Linked DNA regions of Mus musculus: regions 2, 3, 4, 5, 6 and 7 are each linked to region 1. The links are chromatin contacts, called in public ChIA-PET, HiChIP or PLAC-seq, Micro-C and promoter capture Hi-C maps. All regions are on one chromosome and are shown on one strand. The core of a region is the stretch at or near the end of the contact, and the rest is flanking DNA. Distances in the headings are between cores, read along the strand shown. Region 1 holds the start of 4833438C02Rik (RIKEN cDNA 4833438C02 gene). Region 2 holds the start of Ina (internexin neuronal intermediate filament protein, alpha). Region 3 holds the start of Pcgf6 (polycomb group ring finger 6). Region 4 holds the start of Fbxw4 (F-box and WD-40 domain protein 4). Region 5 holds the start of Atp5md (ATP synthase membrane subunit DAPIT). Region 6 holds the start of Poll (polymerase (DNA directed), lambda). Region 7 holds the start of Btrc (beta-transducin repeat containing protein).

Region 1 (2,700 bases), core at 89-2,588:
CGATCTGGAGCTGACCGCAAGATCTGACTCCTTCCTCTTCCCCTTCCCAGCTAGGAGGTCCCTCTCTGGGAGGGTTACTGGAGTGTTGGGACTGACCCGGTTTCCTGTGTCTCAGAGATAGCCAACCTCTGGGCACAGCAAGAGCCAAGTGGCCCACTGGACTCCGTAACGGTCCCGGGCAAGCCTGGAAGAGTGCAGAGATCTGAGCCGCGCCCTGCGCTGGGTCCGTCGTCCCGCCTCGCTGGTCCCTAGCAGAACTGGAGCTGGGTGACACCCCGCGGCCAGTCCTGGGCGAGCCTTCCCCGAAAGGGGCGCGCCTGCGTTGCTCCGGGTTGGCTACAAGAGTCCTGGAGTTAAACTTTCAACCAATAAAAAAGGGCATGGGGAGTGACGCACGGGATCGTCACGGGAATTCCCCCCCTCGGGGGGCCGAAAGGGGCTTTCCCGGCTGGAGCCCTTTGGCTGGAGAGGAGCAACGACCGGTCCGGGGAAGGGCTCGGAAAGAAGTCGGAACCAGAGCCGCCACCACGGTGAGTGGCCGGGTTCAGATCCCTGAGTGTCTAGGGAATGGAGAGGGAGGGAAGGAGGACTTTAGATGACAGGCTGGGGCTGGACGCCACCTCCAGTGAGCGCGCACAGGAACAGGACACTTTGCTACACATCAGCGACACGTCTGCCTGCCCTTAGCTTGCCTGTGCACAGCCGGCCGGTGTGAGCCCCGCACACGCACTCACAGCGCACCCGTGCACCGGCGCCTGCGCACGGACATCCAGACGTGCACGGACGTGTGCCCACACTGGGCAGTACAAGGACTCACCTGTGTGGATGAACGTTCACTTGCACGTGCCATGATGCCACCACTCACCCGGCACACAAGACATTAGGGCTGAAACGCATATTCCTGCAACGGACACATGCGCGTTACACTGGCTTTGGGATTGGAGTCGCCAGGGAGGGCGGGATGCTCCCGTTTGACCGGCCACCGGGAGCAGGTGCAGCGGGAGAATCCGGGAAGCTAAGACGGAATCGCTAGAGACCGTGGAGGGGGAAACTCCTCCCCCCCACACACACCCTGAGGCCCGAATCATATTCTCTGGTCAGAGCCCCGGAGGCCCCACTGGAAGAACCCCCGCCTACGGGCCATTCGGAAAAGGGGCCTCCGACGGCAGGAATGTCCCCACAAAAGCCCCTGGGTGAATCAGCCGTGTCCTCCACGCTGGCTGAAAATCCCAAGTTTGCTCCAGGCTGCGGAGAGGGGGCGAGGCGGCTAGGCCCCGACTGAGCCCCAGGGGCTACAGAGGCTGCCCGGGAACCAGGAACCGCCTGGGCCTCCCGCCCCTCCCGCTGCGGGGGCGTGGCCCCGGCGTCATTTCCAGGCCCGCCCCCTCCGGCTCCGCCTCCCCCTGGTATTTTCGGGACTTTCCTAAGCAGCACTAACTTTCTGCCCCTTTCCCGGGCCAGCCCCGCTCCGGATCTCGACCTCCACCGGATCTTACCCGCCACGCCCGGACGGGCGGCTGGAGGAGATCGGACCCTCCCCCAGATCTGAGCCCCCCTCCCCTACCCATCCCTCTCCCCCTGCCCACCCCTATCCTGATATCTTTCACTCTTCCCCCTCCCACGCCTCTCTTCACCTTAGGCGGGCGTCCGAAACTCTGGAAAGCTGAACCGGGGCCCGAAGCCGCAAGACACAGCAGGGCCTAGCCCAGAGATATGGACAATTGCTACGATCCAGTGAGTCACACTGCCTGACCCTGAGGGCGGCGGGTGCCCTCTGTGTCTGCTTGTCAATTGGACGCTCCTCCACTCCCCTACTTCTGCACTGTCTTCAAATTGTCTTAGTCTGCCAGTCTGTGCTGTCTGCAAACCCTGCCCAGAAATGAGCTTCCTCATAGCTTGAGGAGGAGTCCAGGGAGTGACTGCAGAGGGCTTGGGAGGGGGTGGTTGGGGGGACCCTTGATTCAGCTGCCACCTTCTCTGTCTATAACGCAGGGCCTGGATGGCATCCCCGAATATGATGATTTTGAATTCAGCCCCTCCATCGTGGAGCCTAAGGATCCAGCCCCTGAGACAGGTCAGTAAGTCTTTGGCCTCGCAGTATCTCAGAACCTAGAGGAGAGTGAGCATGTCCCCTGGAGGCCCCACTGAGGGATGGTCTCAGAGATCCTGGCTCAGCAAGGCCCCTCTATTTCCAGCTGATGGCCCCTATCTGGTGATTGTGGAACAGCCCAAACAGGTGAGTGAGTGACAGAGAGTGGTGGCTTCACCTTTGGGGAAAAGGTGGGGCGGGGGGGGGGAGGGTAGTTATACCTACTGATCAGATTAAATAGCTTGCTGCTGATATGTTGGGGGCTTATGAGAAGGAGGTACACTTTTGGTCACTGTGGTCAGTGATGGCTAGTGGTTGCCTTGTGGGGATGACGGGGGGGGGGGGGGGGTTGCCTCTCCTGATCACAATGTCTCTGCTATGGAACCTTCAGCGAGGCTTCAGATTTCGATATGGCTGTGAAGGCCCCTCCCATGGAGGTTTGCCAGGTGCCTCCAGTGAGAAGGGCCGGAAGACCTATCCTACTGTCAAGGTGAGCTCAGATGACACCGGAGGGTAGGGATGGTGTATGGGGCAACTACTGACTATCCTTTGCCATTCTCAGATCTGTAACTATGAGGGACCGGCCAAGATTGAGGTGGACCTGGTGACAC
Region 2 (2,700 bases), core at 10-2,509, 710 kb after region 1:
AATGTAAGTTTGGAATTCGGAACTAGAAAGCAAAGGGCTTCACATTTCCTGGAGTTGTGCCACAGGATAGAAGGTAAACTAGATCCATCTATCGTTCAGGCTCCCACTCCATCCTAACCGGGTGTGGCGAGGACGGCCAATTCTGTCAGCCCTGCTCCTCTGCCTCACTCCTGGAAATGAGTCTTTGGTCCAAAGACTAATCCCCACAGAAAATGGTGCTCCCGTCCAATTCAGAATGGATTGTCAAACGCTTGCAGGGCCAGACAGATAAAAACAAAAACAAAAAAACAAAAACCGGGGTAAGAGGGGTGACTCTGAAGTGCTGGGAGCCCTGAGGAACAACGCACTTAAACAAAGGCACTCGCCCACCGCAGTCATCCTAAACCTTCTGCTTTCAAGAGTAGCAGGGGCTGGGCATTAAAAGATCAAAATCAATCCAGTTTCTGTTTAGATGAAACCTCCTGACTAGAAATCCAGTTTTGAAACGTTTTAAAATCTAATGTGTTTTGTTGTTGGTTTGGGGCTTTTTGTTTGTTTAAACCAAAGCCTGCAGCCTTTCTAGCAGCCTGCGGTCCTGGCACGCACGGTGACTGGAGGTCTAGAGGTGAATCCTGCTAATTCTCAACGCTTTGTCCTTTCCAGGACAGACCGCTTTCCTCCCGGTAACCCTTTGCACCCTTGGGGAAAAAAAAAATCAGCCTCTTGTTCGTCACCAATGTCCCCGAGAATCTCACTCTTTCTGCGAATCCTATCTCCTGTGGTGGCGGAACTGAGGGATGCTCTCTGAAGTGGTCCCACTTTCTCCGAAGAGAACCAGGAGCCGCCTAAGCCAGGAGATAAAGAGGGGGTTGCCCGCTCCCCCTGTAAAGAGTGGAGAGGAACAGGGCCTTACCCTTGGGAACTCTGGGATGCGGATGAGAATAGAGGACACCTTTCAGAAAAACCTCCTCTCCGTGGGGGATAAGAGCAGAAAAAAAAGGACAGGCTCTAACGCCATCAAAGAGCTGAGAGCGCTCGGCCGGGAAGCCAAGGTTGTTTGGGCACTCCCTCCCCTCCGGTCATTCCCAAGGCAGATTCTTGGGGTACAGGCGCAGCGGACAGGGACGGCCCAGGACGGTGGCGCGCAGCTGCGGTGGCACTGCGCTCCCCCGCCCCCGCAGGCCCCCCTTCCTCTCCCCGCTCGATCTGAAGATGAAGCTCCACCCCTAGCGCGTCGCCCCAACCCCGCGCCTTAAAAGCCCCGCACACCGCCCCGCCGCACCCAGCCTTGCCGCACCTTCGCGTCCTCGCCAGGTCCCGCCGCAGCCGCGCACCCGGCCCCGACCCCGGCACCATGAGCTTCGGATCGGAGCACTATTTGTGCTCCGCCTCCTCCTACCGCAAGGTGTTCGGGGACAGCTCGCGCCTCTCCGCGCGCCTGTCCGGGCCGGGAGGCTCGGGCAGCTTCCGCTCGCAGTCGCTGTCCCGCAGCAATGTGGCCTCCACGGCCGCCTGCTCCTCGGCCTCGTCCCTCGGCCTGGGCCTGGCCTACCGCCGCCTGCCGGCCTCCGACGGGCTGGACCTGAGCCAGGCGGCGGCGCGCACCAACGAGTACAAGATCATCCGCACTAACGAGAAGGAGCAGCTGCAGGGCCTCAACGACCGCTTCGCCGTGTTCATCGAGAAGGTGCACCAGCTGGAGACGCAGAACCGTGCGCTCGAGGCCGAGCTGGCCGCGCTGCGCCAGCGCCACGCCGAGCCGTCGCGCGTCGGCGAGCTCTTCCAGCGCGAGCTGCGCGAGCTGCGCGCGCAGCTGGAGGAGGCGAGCTCGGCGCGCGCGCAGGCCCTGCTGGAGCGCGATGGGCTGGCCGAGGAGGTGCAGCGACTGCGGGCGCGCTGCGAGGAGGAGAGCCGCGGGCGCGAAGGCGCCGAGCGCGCCCTGAAGGCGCAGCAGCGCGACGTGGACGGCGCCACCCTGGCCCGCCTGGATCTGGAGAAGAAGGTGGAGTCGCTGCTGGACGAGCTGGCTTTCGTGCGCCAGGTCCACGACGAGGAGGTGGCCGAGCTCCTGGCCACGTTGCAGGCGTCTTCGCAAGCCGCCGCCGAGGTGGACGTGGCCGTGGCTAAACCAGACCTGACTTCGGCGCTGAGGGAGATCCGCGCGCAGTATGAGTCCCTGGCCGCTAAGAACCTGCAGTCCGCCGAGGAGTGGTACAAGTCCAAGTTCGCCAACCTAAACGAGCAGGCTGCGCGCAGCACCGAAGCCATCCGAGCCAGCCGAGAGGAGATCCACGAGTACCGGCGCCAGCTCCAGGCACGTACCATTGAGATAGAGGGTCTGCGCGGAGCCAATGAGTCCCTGGAGAGGCAGATCTTGGAACTGGAGGAGCGGCACAGCGCTGAGGTGGCCGGCTACCAGGTAAGGGCTGGGATGCTGCATAGGAAAGAGTGCCCTGTCCTTTTCCGTACAGAGATAGCTTCACTCCCTGTAAACTGGTGCCCTAGGAAACCACGGGAGGGAAAGGGGAGAGAGGGGAGCGTTGACTAGAGGCGTCAGTCAACAAACAAACAAACAAATTAAAAAAAAAACCACGAAGTCTCACGCATGCAGCCGCAAATGTGGACTGTATGTGCCTGGAAGCTAGCTCTTCAAGCCCTTGATGTCTTCGCCCTCTATTTTGGAGGGTGGGGGAGTTTGAGGCACAGAGCCCAAGTCTTCAT
Region 3 (2,700 bases), core at 140-2,639, 750 kb after region 1:
ACTCTATTCTATACTATATCGTCGTGTGGCTGGTCCCTCAGGGGTAAGGGATGCCTTGGCATGGGCCCGCTGGGGCACCCCCTTCCCCCACACCTCGCCACACCCCCATAGAACATATATTAATACCCCTTTATCTTTTTAAAATCACAACATCAAACCCAGTCCAAAGCCAACACTACAAGGTCTCATTTCAAAACAAGTTAAGCCATGATCCCAAGATTTCATTATAAGCAGTGTAACTTAATTGCACTCCAACCCTTCAAAATATCCAATCTAAAGAAAACACTGTATCTAAGCGGTCCCAGTTCTCTGACATATAGGAAACTAACAGTGAAAGGCACCTGTTCTTTTGTTGGTTTACAAAAAGCCCTTAAACCTGCCTGGTCTCCCCACATTACCAAGGATGACTTTGAACTTGCTGCCTCTGCCTCACGAATGTTGGTAGTAACAAGTGTCTACTACCACATCCAGTGTAGACAGTGCTGTGACTCGAACTCCGAGCGTCCTGCAGGGCAGAGATACACTGTATCAACTGGCCTACACCCTATCCCCGGGATGCCTTTCTTCACACATTTGTTATTTATTTTTAATGGGGGAGGGGTCCCAAACCCTCTCAACATCCTGCAGAAAAAAAAGAGTACACCTGCCAGTAGCCTTAGACATCTAACTCCCTCCACGTTACGCAAAGACTTTTACAGAATGTAAAAAAAACAAAAACAAAAACAAACAAAAAAACGGGACCCAGAGTGCCCTAAATGATCTGCAAGGACTCCACAAAATAAATGAAGCCGGAGAGAGGCCACGCCTGGGTGGGCGGGGATGGAGCGCTACACAAGCGCCGCGAGCTCCAGCGACAACGGCAACCACAGGTCTGCGCCCCGCTGGGTCCCAGAGGCCGCTCGAGCGCAGCCAGGTCTGGCAGGGTCGTCGATACCTCCTCCTCGTCCTCGGAGTCTGCCCGTCCGGACTCCAGACGCAGAGAGAAGTGGCTCATCTCTTCCTCCTCCTCTTCTTCCTCCTCCATCTCCTCCTCCTCTTCCAACTCTTCATCGTAGTCCTCGAAGCGGCCTCTCAAGCGGCCCAGGCTGCGCTCGGGCTCCAACGCCGGGGGCCGAGAGCGAGAGCAGCCGGCAGCGCCCGCCTGGCCCAGGGACGCCGGGCCCTCCTCGCCGGCCGCGGGTGCCGGGATGAGGGCGGGCGGAGAGATGGGAGGCGGAGGCGGTGGCGGTGGCGGCATGGCTGAGGCTCGCTTGGCCTCAGAGGCGCGCTTGTTTTCCGTGGCGTCCGTCTCAGCCTCGTCCATGGCGGGGATCAGAAATCTGGCGAGTTGAGAGCGAGGCAAGGCGAGTCGGACGGCTAGCGCGCGAGTTGAGCACGAGCCCCCTTTCGTACCAGTGCGCAGGCGCCGGCGCTCCGCAGAGGCCGCTGGGAAGTGTGGTTCACCTAGGCTACCTAGGTGAGGCGGAGCTGCTCAGGTTGGGGCGGGGCGTGTGGGCCACGCCTTGAAGGAAGCTCACCGGTTTTCGCGGTCGAAGCCTGCAGTGTGCTGTTCAGGAGAGTCTAAAATGCTACAGTTTCAGTATTTTACTTGCACCAGTTTATTCATGGAACATTGAACTCTAGATGCCATGTGTTCTTGAATTAGGAGTGATGGTTTCATTTTGAGGACTAATTGTGGTTTTCCGTCCATGGTTAATGGCATCTATCTACTTAGTAAGACCTTGTCTCACCAAACAAACAAACAAAAACCCTAAGCTGGCTCAGCAGGTAAAAAATTTGCCTCCAAGTGTGACGACCTGAGTTCAATACCCATGTTAGAGGGAGAGAACTGATTCGCGAAATGATTTCTGAGAAATGAGGGGGAAAAGTTAGAGGACAGCTTTGATAAGAATAACCACATAAGCCAAGTATGGTTACCTACTTATTAATTTCAGCCTTGAGTAGGCAGAATGTTAGAGCCAAGGAATTTGAGACCCACCTGGGCAGCACTCCAACACCCCTGTCTCCAAAAGGAAGAGAAAAGTTCCAGACCTTACCCACTGAAGGGTGTCTTTGGACTTTTGAACACTATTGAGACAGTTAAACGTGGAGGTGTCTTGAGCTGGAAAGATGGCTCCAGCTGTTAAGAGCACTTCGATGCTCGTGCAGAGAGGCCCTTTAAGAAGAACCCCTCTTCCAAGCACCCAAATGGCTGTTCACAACCATCTAGTTCCAGATGCTGTCTTTTGTCCTCTCTGGGCACCAGGGATGCAAATGGTGAACATACATATATGCAAGCAAAACATGCTACACATAAAAATGAAAAATAAATAAAATATAGTTTTCAATTGGAGCCAAGTGGTAAAGGAACCTTTAATCCCAGCACTGAGGCAGAAACGGGCAAATCTCTTGAGTCCTAGGCCAGTCTACAGAGTGAGTTCCAGGATAGCCAGAGCATAACAGAGAAACACTGTCTAAAACAAACAAACAAACAAACAAACCCAGGGCTGGCTGGAAAGATGGCTCAGCAGTTAAGAGCACTGACTGCTCTTCCAGAGGGCATGAGTTCAAATCCTAGCAACCACATGGTGGTTCACAACCATCTGTAATGGGATCCTAAGCCCTCTTCGGGTGTGTCTGAAGACAGCTACTGTGTATATAAAGTAAATAAATCTTTAAAAAAGGCCGGGCGTGGTGACACATGCCTTTAATCCCAGCACT
Region 4 (2,700 bases), core at 68-2,567, 650 kb before region 1:
GGGGGTAGTAGGGTTAGGGGGTGTGCAACTGAAAAACTTTTAAAATGGAAATAGGAGTGCATCAAATGATCATTTCTTACGGTTTTTTAAAACTTTATTATATTCGCATATGTTACAACAAAGCAAGAGCAGGGTGCAGTCTGAAAGCGTTTATCCTGACCAGTTCTGTGACTGTCATACACGCTCTCCCCTTCCTGTTTAACAGCCTGAGTGTTTTAGGAATGGTTTGCATCCACGGGTCTCAGATATTACTAGGTCAAACTGCCTATCTTGGATACCGCCTACCCCAAATCCAACTTGATGCCTCACACAGACATCTTTTGTGGGTCCTTCCACCTGAATTAAGTCCTAAAATAGGTTGACAATGGAACTGAAAGGTTTTTTTGTTTGTTTTTGTTTTTGTTTTTTTAAGGTTCTGAGCCCTTTTCTGCACATTTAATTTGATCTGAGCCCTGAAACCTAACAACCTTTGAGAGGGTGGGCAGGACGAAAGGCCACAAAAACCACGTTGGTGGACCTGGGCCTGGGCCCTAGAACCAGCAGGAGTCACCCTTCAGGTCCTGTCTGTCGCACAGGACACAGGGCAAGGAACCCAGGGAGCCAAACCTTTGGGAATACTCATTTTAGGATGGCTAACTGTGAGTAGCCGCCCACGGGGGAGGGTGCCGACTGAGGAATGCTCTCCGGAAGTTTCCTCGGGTTGGGGAATCTTGAAGAGGGGTGACACCAGTATTCCTCGAGGGTGCTGGGGGAGGGGAGAGGGAGGGGGTGGGGGGCAAGTCTGGGCTTCAGTATTCCGGGTGCCACACGGTCCCGAGCCGACCAGGCCTCGGCGCCCCGCCCTTTCCCAGGACGCTGGCCGGCCCGGGGCGGGGAGCGGGCGGGCGAGCGGGCGCTTACAGGTCGGTGCCGAGCCGCGTGAAGCCGGTGTTGAGCGAGGCCCGGGCTATCGGGCGCCAGAGCAGGTCGCAGCTGGTGAAGCGCCGCAGCCAGCGGCAGACTTGGGCCAGGCGGCCGAGGGCCCGCGTGTCGAGGTAGGAGCAGATGAGCAGCAGCAGCTCCTCCGGCAGGCGCCAGAGCGCGGGCCCCGCGGCCGGACGGGTGGCCGGCTCCACGGCCGCCGCTGCGGCATCCTCCGCCGCGTCCTCCGCCATGGCCGTCCGGGTTCCCGGGATGCCGCCGCACGCCTGAGGTCCCTGCTCCTGTCCTCTCTCCAGGCTGTCGTCCTCCCGCCGCCCGGCCCCGACCCTCCGCTCCTCCTTCCCCGGCTCTGCGCTGCCCTCATCCCGCTTCCCGGAGCTTCTCGGCCTTTCCTCCTCGCCTCCCTCGCCTTCCTGTCCCCGGCCTGCCTCAGCCGCCGGCCCCGCTGCCTTCCTCTCCGGCTGCAGGCCCGGCTTTCCTTCCGCCCCGCTTCCTCTTCCGCCGTGCCCGGTACCTGCTTTCCCCTTCCCTTTCCCTTTCCCTTGCTTTCCCCGCGCGACCCTCGCCTCCTGCAGTTTCCTCGCCTCCCCGCCCTCGCCTTCCCTGGGCCCGCGGTTCCCGGGGGGACCCGAGCGGCCCTGGCTGCTCATGAGCGGCCGCGGGGCCGGCTCGACGCACAGCCGAAGACGCCACCGCCTCCTCGAGAGGAGGCGACACCACGTCGGACCGGGTCACATGGGGCGGCGCGGGCCCAAGCCGAGACCCGCCCCTCACGCCTGTATTTCGGGGTGCGAACCCCAACCTGGTCACTGACATCCCCATCTTCTGGAGCACCAGGAACATCTAGTTGAAGCGTGTGTCTTCAAGACCGGATGGAGAAAGCGAGCTTGATGGCTCTCGTCTGTGATCCCGGCATGAGGCTAAGGCAGGAGGATGGCCATGAGTTCAAGGCCGGCCTGGCCTACAGAGCAAGAGACTGTCCAAATTAAAAAGACAGAGACAGACAGACAGACAGATTGCTGAAAGGTTCACAGAAAACTCCCACCTACGTCACAAGAGGAGCCTGTGGCTTCAGGAACTATCAAAGTTGAGCCTCTGCCCTCAAGGGGCCTTTTGGTCCCATGAGGCTTCCTCTTCCCCAGGTTGATGCCTTCTTTCCACAAGCCACAAACCAGATTCTTAAAAAAATGCAAGCCAGACGTTAGAAAGTTCCATTGCCCTTGGTCTCACGAAGGATGTCAACCAAGGTCCTGTAGGTTGTCCCAGTATGATTCGACAACAATGAGGGAGGTAAAACCAACCTTCTAGATCCTGAGTCCGCAGCTCCCAAACGAAGCAGCACGTGGCCAAGCAGGGGTTTTTTAGTAGCCGTTACATAGGCAGAGCTGAATCTACAAGATTACTAGGGATCCGTTTCCCATACCACCCACTGGATCCACCTGAACCAATCTAAGCTTCAGAAGTACAGATCGATGCTGTCCCATTGGATCTGTGGGGCCACTTTAATCACATGTGGCTTCTTTCTGTGTGTGTGAAAGGCAGGGTCTCCAGGTCTGAGCGTGCTGTAAGCATAAGTGAGGTACACAGCTGATTTTGAAGAGCTAGACAGGAAAAAGAATGTGAGATGTCTTACATAATTCTAAACTACATGTTAATTATTAGTAGTCTGGACATACTGAACTGAATTCAGTATATTTCGTATAATTGTTAGAAATCTTTGTATTCCGTGTTATTTCTCTATTAGACAGCACTTAGGAAGTAAGACTTAGGAGAGCCAGG
Region 5 (2,700 bases), core at 42-2,541, 790 kb after region 1:
GAAATTACAGAGATCTGCCCAACAGTGTTGGGACTAGAGGGACAAGCCATTCACACCTGGCAATAGGAACAAATAAAACTAAAATGTCCTGTCCTTGCAGTCATGTGCAAGCTTAGAGCCATTTGGTAGTGGAAAAAAATCACCAAAGACTAATAATTGTGAGCCTGTGAGTTAGTATTTTTTAAAAAAATGTACTACTGTTGAACAGCAGCCTGCTACAAAGTCTAAGCTGACAGGTTTTGCTTCTGTTTCTAAATAATCCAATAACTACTATTAAATACCACCAGCCTTTCCATGTGAAATGGGCATTTCATTAAAGTCTTGGGGTGAGCAGCTGCCCTTGCTTTGTAACAGGCTCCTGGATACAGCTATTCCCGTCTTATGGGCACCTATCTGGAGTAGTGCCATCACCAGGTATAAGGAAGATGAAAGTCAAAGGACCACAAGCAGCAAACAGCCTCTGTGGAAACCCTTGCACTGATCAAACACGGCAGTGACTCTCAACCTTCCTAATGCTGCGACCTTCCTTCTGTTGTGGTGAAACCTCTCTTCCCCCTCCCCCAATAAAATTATTCCGTTGCTCCTTCACAGCTGTAATTTTGCTACGGCTAGGAGTCTCGTAATGTAAATAAATATTTTTGGAGATAGAGGCTTGTCAAAGCGATCATGATCCACAGGTTCAGAACCGCTGGGATACAAAATCTAATCCGTTTTTAGAGCCCAGGCCTGGAGAACCGCAGGGCCATTCCACGTTTACTCTGGTTTTGACAAAGGCCACGGCGCAGGTAAAGGAGACCTGGTTTCCCGATCGCAGCTCGGAGGAAACAAATCGCTATGGCCATAGAGGCCAAGACACACGAACTCTGCCAGAGATGGGGTCAAAATCCAGAGTCCTCTCTCAACATCCACTGGATGGATGACCTTGGGGAGCTCCCCTCTCGACCGGCCTCACTCCCAATCCACACTGGGAAGTGGGGCATAAGGCTCTCCGCTAACCGTGCGAGCCCTGGGGCGCTCGTCACTCGCGGTGCTGAGGCTTCCTAGATCCGCCATGGGGCCCTGACCCTCATTTTCTCCAGCGCCTTTCCCATTCCCCAGCGTCTCCCCGCAAAAAGAAAACCTCGCGCTGTTCCGGGGCTGGAAAAACGGCCAGACTCTAGTCGGCCCTACAAAGCTCAATCACCGGACCGAGCAGCCAAGAGCGCTTTCTCACCCACCTTCGTCCGAACCCCAAACTCGGCGGCCGATGTCCTTCAACAAACCTAGCGACGAGCTCGGCCCGACCGGAAGACGCCCCCTCCCCGCACGCGACCGACAGGCCGCGACGACTCGGCCCTCGGCGTGGATTGGCTATAAACGCCAAGTCCCGCCCTTCTACTTCCCGTTTCAGCCGGCGTCAGACCCGACGTCAGAACGGAAGTAGCCCTGGTCTTACCTACGCTCGTGGACGAGTCGCGTGGAGCTGTCGGCTCCCTGTTCTGCGCGTGCGATTGCGTTGAGACGCTCCGTGAGGTATGCGGCGGTGGGAGCCTTGGGGCTGATGACACGGGAGCTTCGGCGTGGAGGGAGGAGACTTCATGCCTGTCACCTCGGCTTCCTGGCCTGGGTCTCCGGGTTTCGTGCTAAGCACAGTTGGCTTGGGATGGGAGGTCTTATTCCCTCAATCCCCTCGGAGCTAGCAGTTCATGCAAGCCATGCTGTCCTCTGCAGGTACCTTAAGTGCCTTCTCTACGTGATCGCCAGACTGTTTGGTGCCTCGGTCTCATCGGGTCTATAATGGGAACTATAGAGTCCCAGCGAAGTAGACCTTGTGAGCTATACTGTTTCTACGAAGCATGCACCCATAACAGAACAAACCTTACATTTTTCGTTCGTCGTCCCTTTCACAGTCTCACTCGGCTACTAAAGTTTTCTTCCTAGGTATCCCAGAACCAACCAGGCTGCCCTGCGTCTTCATTTATACCTCGTCTTGGTTCTCATGGTTTCCCTGATGTGCATCGTTTAAATCCTTACACTGGCTTTCACTTCTGTCCAATCTGTAGACTGAGGAATATTCTCCATTATTTTGTCACGTTCCCCATGGCTCTGAAGTACCAAGTAAACGCAAACTATTAATTTTTTAAGTATCTTTCACCAAAGAGCCAAATTATTTTCTAAAATATAAGTTGTTACCATGCTTTATTTTCCCTGTAGCTTAATTGAATAATTCAGCTTTTTAGAAAGCCTTTGAAGAGTTGTTTGACAGGCAACTGGTTGGTGTATTTTGAGAAATAAACTTTTTCTTTCTTTCTTTCTTTCTTTTTTTTTTTTTTTTTTTGAGACATAGTTTCTCTGTATAGCTCTGGCTGTCCTGGAACTCACTTTGTAGACCAGGCTGGCCTCGAACTCAGAAATCCGCCTGCCTCTGCCTCCCAAAGTGCTGGGATTAAAGGCATGTGTCATCACGCCTGGCAAACTTTTTCTTGTTTCTCTGTTGTTGTTGTTGTTGTTGTTGTTTTTAGCATTGTCTACCATCATATTTCTATTTACTATTATTATAGTTATTTTTGAGACAGGGTCTCATTATGGAGTCCTGTCTTGTCTGAAACTCACAGAGATAGGCCTTCCTCTGCCTCCCAAGTGCTGGAGTTAAAGGCATGGACCACCAGACCCGGTTCTTTATTTATTTAATGTACAGCTCAAAAGCATCATTCTTATGAA
Region 6 (2,700 bases), core at 110-2,609, 750 kb before region 1:
AACTTCCTTTTTTTGGGGGGGGGTGGTTAGTTTCAAGACAGGGTTTCTCTGTGTAGCCCTGGCTGTTCTGGAACTCACTCTGTAGACCAGGCTGGCCTCGAACTCAGAAATCTGCCTGCCTCTGCTTCCCAAGTGCTGGGATTAAAGGCTAAAGGCTTGCTTGCTAGCGATACCCCCCAGGGGTTTTTTGTTTTTGTTTTTGCTTTTGTTTTGTTTTGTTTTTTTCAGCAAACTTCCTTTTTTGTTGTTTTGTTTTGCTTTTCGAGTTTGAGGCCAACCTGATCTTGGCCACAGGTTAGGTCACTTCTGTTAATCTGACTCTAGCTGAAAACAAGAAGGCTGAACGTTCCAGTGTGTGAGGGTGGACCGGCTCACCTCTAGCTTCTCCCACCTCCCTTTTGGGAATCTTTGCAAGTGCTTTTGAAGATAGATCTGCATGACTTTTCTTCCGCTTGGGAAAGGCCTTCACGATGCCCTGAGGGTCCATTGAAGGGCGCTGGATCCTGGCCTTTCTGTTAAAGGATTGAGAGCCAGCCCTTAATAATTTGGCATAGAGGTGGGGTTTAGGGGTAACAGGTCCCTTTCTCAGAGGTCTCGGAAACCCCAGTTAAACTTAAGTGATTTAATCCGAGTGCCACACACACATACCAGCCTTTCAACCCTAGTCGTACTGAGGGAAGCCAGGGAAAGGTTGGGATTCTTGTGGGTGTAGGGGAGGTGTGGATCGAAAGGAAACAACATGGGGTGGGGGTGGGGGGAGGAATATAGCGCAGAGTCAGCCTCTGCGTCCCCTTCCAAGAGACTTTTCCAAAATGATGACGGGTTTGGGAACCGGACTACATCTTTAGGAGAGTCTTCATCTCCCCAACGAATTGGAGTCTAAGGGACATGTCACATAAACCTCGCATCATCTTTCTCTAGCCTCAATGTGCATTCGCAGAAGAAAACCTGGGGAGTGAGGCTTCAGGGAAAGTTGTGGGCACGCTGCGCACCTGTCCCTGTCGCAGCAGCCCCATCGCGCGGGTCTGAGCCCCGCAGCTGCAGGGAGGTGGAGTGCAGCCGCAGCAGATGTAGGGAGCCCTCACAGCTGGAGGTGGGCAAGACCGAAGCAGACGTGCCACATCCACTGTGAGCAGCTGGTGTGAACCAGGGACTCCCAGCTGGGGCCAGAAGAGAGTTGGTGCTGGATCCCTAAAAGTTCTGGGAGCATCCCCACCCCACCCGGCCCCAGGACCGGTCCAAAGTAGGTTAGAATCTCCCGGCAAAGAGAAATAAACTCACCATGGGAGCCAATGAAAACGGATTGGGGGAGGAAGGGGTAGAGGGGAAAAAAAAAAAAAAAAATCAGTTCCCAGAATACTTCCCGGGTCATCCGGAAGTGATCATCGGTCGGGTAGTTGCCATGGCAGTGGCCCGGCGCGTTCCTGGGCGGAGGGAAGATGGCGGTGACTAGCTGGTTGGAGGTTTTGCGGTCGGCCGAGAAGACGGCACTGCTGCAGGATGGTAACTCGAGACCCCTCGTCCTTCCCCCCAGGGCGGGCTCTATGCGCCCGCTCCCCCAGGGAGGGCCTCAGCCTGGGTGGGCAGAGCTGGACCTGTCGCAGCAGCCTACAGCCATGCCAGCTTCCTGCTTTTGCAGAGGAAACCGGCCCAGGGAGATGACCCGAGTGGAACCCAAGTCTTTGGTCACCCACCTCAAGAGTTCCTTATATCATCTCTCCCCGCTCAGAGTTTTGTTGGTATTTCCCAATAATTCATTTTACATTCATCATCGTCCCTCAGGGCTGTACCAAGAGGCTAATTCTGCACCCCATTTGACTGACGAGGAAACTGAAACCCAGGAAGGTTTTAGACCAAACCCAGGTTTTGCAGATAATCAGGTATAATTCGTCATCTGGGATCCATGCAGCTCAATTTGGGGGTCCTATTGATGACAGCAGCCCCAATGGCATAGAAAGGAGACACCAGGGTTTTAGATCAACTCTAACATCGATTCACCTCTTCAGTTGTTAGGACCCCATTTTCTTCAATTATAAAATGAAGTGGGTGGGCTACCAGTGTTGTTTCTAAGGTCCTTGTTTTCTTTTTCTTTTCTTTCTTTTTTTTATTTTAAAGATTTATTTATTTTTTTATTATATGTAAGTACACTGTAGCTGTCTTCAGACACACCAGAAGAGGGAGTCAGATCTCGTTACGGATGGTTGTGAGCCACCATGTGGTTGCCGGGATTTGAACTCAGGACCTTCAGAAGAGCAGTCGGGTGCTCTTACCTGTTGAGCCATCTCACCAGCCCAGGTCCTTGTTTTCTAACTATGTTTTGTTTATGATGTGGATTTTAAATTGCCCCCTGATCTTTAGGGGAGATAGAGCAAGGGCTAAGGTCTAAATGACTAAGAACAGGAGCTTGAGATGTCAGCTTTTCCTCATCCTGCAAGTGGCCAGTTTAAGTGCCCTGTGCCCCTGAGGTCTTTCACAGACCCACCCACCTGGCAGCCAGGGTGCCTTAGGTCTGAATTCCTGAGGCTTTAAAGCTAACAGCTAGCTTTAAAACATCCACAGGCAGGTGCCTGAAGTTTACAGAAATTAAAATCAGGTTTCATTTGCTCCTACCCTACAGCATTTAGGGAACCCATTGCCATGTGCCAAATTCTGTGCTAGAGCAGATAGAAAAAACAGACAATAGCAAAGTTAAAACAAACA
Region 7 (2,700 bases), core at 130-2,629, 940 kb before region 1:
CAGAAACCTAACCAAAATTTGTTGTATTATTCCTAAGTACCATTCTCTCTTGGCCAATGATGTTCTCCTAATTAAAGATCTACTCCAGGTGAGGCACAGTAGTGGCTGTGGGTCATCATGTGGGTGCTGGAAATTGAACCCAGGTTCATTGCAAGAGTAGCAACTGCTCTTAACCACTGAGCCCATATACCCCAGCTTTTTATGTGGGTGCTAGAAACTTGAACTCAGGTCCTTGTCCTTTCATGGGAAGCACTCTTATCTACTGAGCCATCTCCCCAGCCCCATCTTGTCCCTCTCTTTTCTTTTGTATTTTTCAAGACAGGGTTTCTCAGTGTAGACTTTGCTGTCCTGGAACTTGCTCTGTAGACAAGACTAGCCTCAAACTCACTACATCAACCTGCCTCTGCCTTTGCCTCCTAAGTGTTGGGACTAAAAGCATGTGCCACCACACCTGGCCCATTTCTGGCTTTTTTTTTTTTTTTTTGGTTTTTTGAGACAGGGTTTCTCTGTATAGCCCTGGCTGTCCTGGAACTTACTCTGTAGACCAGGCTGGCCTTGAACTCAGAAATCCTCCTGTCTCTGCCTCCCGAGTGCTGGGATTAGAGGCGTGCGCCACCATGCCCGGCTCCCATTTCTGGCTTTTTATGGCCAAAGACACTACTTATAGATTTCACTTGCTTGATAGTCATTGAATTTCATTTATGTAACACAGGACTTTGATCTCAGGGTTAGCAATGGTAGTTCATACTTTCTGAGCGCTAAACTCAAGGTTTCCTGGAGTGAGTTCTATCTGTCCCTGGCTTGCTTGGGGAGAGAAAAGGCTCTTCTGAAAAAAAAGAGGCAATAATAGCTTAGGATGTTATCGGAATCTTGCATTGATGTTGAGGCTGCTGTTACATGCACACTTGGCTCAAGTCTCTAGGTCTCAATCTTTCTGCAGATGCCAGATGTATGAACTTTAGGAGGGTCTGGTTTTCTAAAATCACAATTAGGGAGAACCAAGGACCCTGAGTTCTCTATTTTCCTAGTATTTGGAATACAGAGGAAGCGCTAGTCGCCATCTTGCTATCAAATGCCAGGCAAGGAGCCACTGGCGTCGTTTGGTAACCACGGTGACACTCCGGCTTTGCCTTCTTAGAGACTGGAAACTACAATTCCCATCAGCCGACTTCCCCTCCGGGCTCTCGAGTGCTCTACATTTGGCTTGCACACAGCCGCGACTCTACGCAGTGACCCGTGGGAGTTGCTGTTCGCCGCGTAGCCTTGCCTTTTGCCGCTGGAGCCTCCAGAACTACAAGTCCCGTGAGGCAGCGGAGTGCGCACGCGCAGAGCCGCGGTCCTCCTCGGGCCCCCTGCCAGTGCCAGGAGGTAAAAAGAGAGGGCGGGGGAAGGAAGAGGAGGCGGGATCCGGACGCTGCGTTGGCTGCGGCCTGGCACGAAAGGGGCGGCCCCGGCGGAGAGCAGACCCAGTAGTCCGGGCGATTATGGACCCGGCAGAGGCGGTGCTGCAGGAGAAAGCGCTTAAGTTTATGGTGAGGAGATGGGTGCGGGCAGGGGACTAGTGGAGGCGGCTGCGTTGGCGTGTCGCTGAGCTTAGGCCAGGGTCACCCGCTCACCGCAGGAGGGGGCAGTGGGACTGGGGGCCAAGGCCAGTGGCGAGGCGGAGGGAGGGACTGGACCTGAGCTTGGGGGAGGGTGCAGGAGGGTACAGAGGGGACCCTGGGGTGGGGGCAGCAGCTCCGCCATCTTGTGGAAGAGAGGCCAAGTGACAGCGGGAGCTCATTCGAGGTGGGGGCTCCTGGCGGCGCGCGGGGCCCCAGAGGGAAAGGGGCGTGGGGACAGTTACTGAAGAGCGGAGGAACCCGGGTGGAGAGACGCCTGTGGACGCTGGCAGGGGCCTTCCCGGTGTCAGGGTTACGGGTAAGGCCTGGGAGAGGAGGTGCACTCAGGAGTGGGGAATAGTGGAGATAGGATAATGGCAAGACAGACACTGGGGGCAGGGGGAAACTGGGCAGGGCTGGAAACTGATGGCTGTAACGGCGAAAGTGGGAAAACCATGGCTGGGAGGCAAGTATTTTTGTAGGATGGGCTGAGAAGATAGCCTTTGCCTAAGGGCTAAGGGTGGAATCCCAGTTAGCTCTACTAATGTTGGCAAACTCTGGAAGAGGCCTCATTTAAGAAGATAAGGACTCAGACCTAGGGCTATGGTGACAGTTCCTGGGAGAGAAAGACAGTGTTGATTGTGAGCTAGAATTACAAATATCAGAAAGGAGATACGTGCTCTGTTTTGAAGGAGAGGGTCAAAATTATTTGTGGTAAGGACAAAGCGATGAAAGAAATGTAGTTACAGGTGAGTGGGGACAAGGTTAATAACCAATAAGAGAAATCAAAACAAAACTTGGGCCTTCAGTGGTGAGGTAGTAAAAAGTGGGGGAAGCCAGGTGCTGTATTGCTTTCTGTGAGAAGAAAGTCCTTGGAGAAATGAGATGTGAGGAAATTTCAGAGGAAGGATGTAGGGAGTAGAGAAAGTGAGATAAGTCGGGATTGGTGGTTGCCCGTGAGTTTTAGGTTGTAGTACAGAGTGAGTATTGCATTTTTAGGGTCTGTGTCAACCCCTTAGGCCCTGTTTCTGTAACTTTGTATGGTGGTTCTCCTTTGCTGTGCTTGTCTTTGGCAACCTTGACCAGTCTGATATTTGAT

What was found. Promoter capture Hi-C pulls out the DNA fragments that hold promoters and counts their contacts. Hi-C and Micro-C count contacts between places; a contact is called where the count stands out from the background. ChIA-PET counts read pairs in DNA pulled down with a chosen protein or histone mark. HiChIP or PLAC-seq counts read pairs in DNA pulled down with a chosen protein or histone mark.
Region 2: a promoter capture Hi-C map of neural stem cells shows a contact between it and region 1. The contact joins the promoter of Ina here to the promoter of 4833438C02Rik in region 1. A contact is called at or near these places in 3 of 39 promoter capture datasets (liver, neural stem cells and pre-B cells), 2 of 115 datasets of contacts at active chromatin or transcription factors (astrocytes and embryonic stem cells) and 1 of 9 other capture datasets (liver).
Region 3: an H3K27ac HiChIP or PLAC-seq map of regulatory T cells shows a contact between it and region 1, with 6 times the contacts expected there. The contact joins the promoter of Pcgf6 here to the promoter of 4833438C02Rik in region 1. A contact is called at or near these places in 1 of 39 promoter capture datasets (erythroid cells) and 6 of 115 datasets of contacts at active chromatin or transcription factors (double positive thymocytes, memory CD8 T cells, pancreatic cancer cells and 3 more).
Region 4: a Micro-C map of embryonic stem cells shows a contact between it and region 1, with 3 times the contacts expected there. The contact joins the promoter of Fbxw4 here to the promoter of 4833438C02Rik in region 1. A contact is called at or near these places in 1 of 39 promoter capture datasets (erythroid cells), 1 of 484 Hi-C or Micro-C datasets (embryonic stem cells) and 1 of 115 datasets of contacts at active chromatin or transcription factors (pancreatic cancer cells).
Region 5: a contact with region 1 is called in an H3K27ac HiChIP or PLAC-seq map of regulatory T cell precursor, with 6 times the contacts expected there. The contact joins the promoter of Atp5md here to the promoter of 4833438C02Rik in region 1. A contact is called at or near these places in 1 of 39 promoter capture datasets (pre-B cells), 1 of 484 Hi-C or Micro-C datasets (CD4 T cells), 3 of 115 datasets of contacts at active chromatin or transcription factors (memory CD8 T cells, regulatory T cell precursor and thymic regulatory T cells) and 1 of 9 other capture datasets (adipose tissue).
Region 6: a contact with region 1 is called in an RNA polymerase II ChIA-PET map of memory CD8 T cells, with 16 read pairs. The contact joins the promoter of Poll here to the promoter of 4833438C02Rik in region 1. A contact is called at or near these places in 3 of 115 datasets of contacts at active chromatin or transcription factors (bone marrow-derived dendritic cells, memory CD8 T cells and regulatory T cell precursor).
Region 7: a promoter capture Hi-C map of pre-B cells shows a contact between it and region 1, with 3 times the contacts expected there. The contact joins the promoter of Btrc here to the promoter of 4833438C02Rik in region 1. A contact is called at or near these places in 1 of 39 promoter capture datasets (pre-B cells) and 1 of 115 datasets of contacts at active chromatin or transcription factors (large pre-B cells).

Annotation. Positions count from the first base shown.
Region 1 is chr19:46,304,291-46,306,990 of GRCm38.p6, forward strand. 4833438C02Rik (RIKEN cDNA 4833438C02 gene) reads right to left here and starts at 1,339. Exons shown (of 3, transcript NR_152248.1): 1 at 1,072-1,339; 2 at 818-901; 3 at 1-560. Nfkb2 (nuclear factor of kappa light polypeptide gene enhancer in B cells 2, p49/p100) reads left to right here and starts at 1,405. Exons shown (of 22, transcript NM_019408.3): 1 at 1,405-1,734; 2 at 1,993-2,074; 3 at 2,196-2,236; 4 at 2,481-2,579; 5 at 2,652-2,700. The coding sequence starts at 1,714.
Region 2 is chr19:47,013,422-47,016,121 of GRCm38.p6, forward strand. Ina (internexin neuronal intermediate filament protein, alpha) reads left to right here and starts at 1,260. Exons shown (of 3, transcript NM_146100.5): 1 at 1,260-2,398. The coding sequence starts at 1,334. It also overlaps a transcript of Nt5c2 not described here.
Region 3 is chr19:47,049,517-47,052,216 of GRCm38.p6, forward strand. Pcgf6 (polycomb group ring finger 6) reads right to left here and starts at 1,390. Exons shown (of 10, transcript NM_027654.3): 1 at 935-1,390. The coding sequence starts at 1,303.
Region 4 is chr19:45,658,876-45,661,575 of GRCm38.p6, forward strand. It overlaps Fbxw4 (F-box and WD-40 domain protein 4), which reads right to left and starts at 1,318. Exons shown (of 9, transcript NM_013907.2): 1 at 901-1,318. The coding sequence starts at 1,154.
Region 5 is chr19:47,089,356-47,092,055 of GRCm38.p6, forward strand. Atp5md (ATP synthase membrane subunit DAPIT) reads right to left here and starts at 1,292. Exons shown (of 4, transcript NM_023211.5): 1 at 1,218-1,292. It overlaps Pdcd11 (programmed cell death 11), which reads left to right and starts at 1,411. Exons shown (of 36, transcript NM_011053.2): 1 at 1,411-1,512.
Region 6 is chr19:45,559,205-45,561,904 of GRCm38.p6, forward strand. Poll (polymerase (DNA directed), lambda) reads right to left here and starts at 1,360. Exons shown (of 9, transcript NM_020032.3): 1 at 1,282-1,360; 2 at 376-512. The coding sequence starts at 487. Dpcd (deleted in primary ciliary dyskinesia) reads left to right here and starts at 1,381. Exons shown (of 6, transcript NM_172639.3): 1 at 1,381-1,503. The coding sequence starts at 1,440.
Region 7 is chr19:45,362,355-45,365,054 of GRCm38.p6, forward strand. Btrc (beta-transducin repeat containing protein) reads left to right here and starts at 1,380. Exons shown (of 15, transcript NM_001037758.2): 1 at 1,380-1,532. The coding sequence starts at 1,485.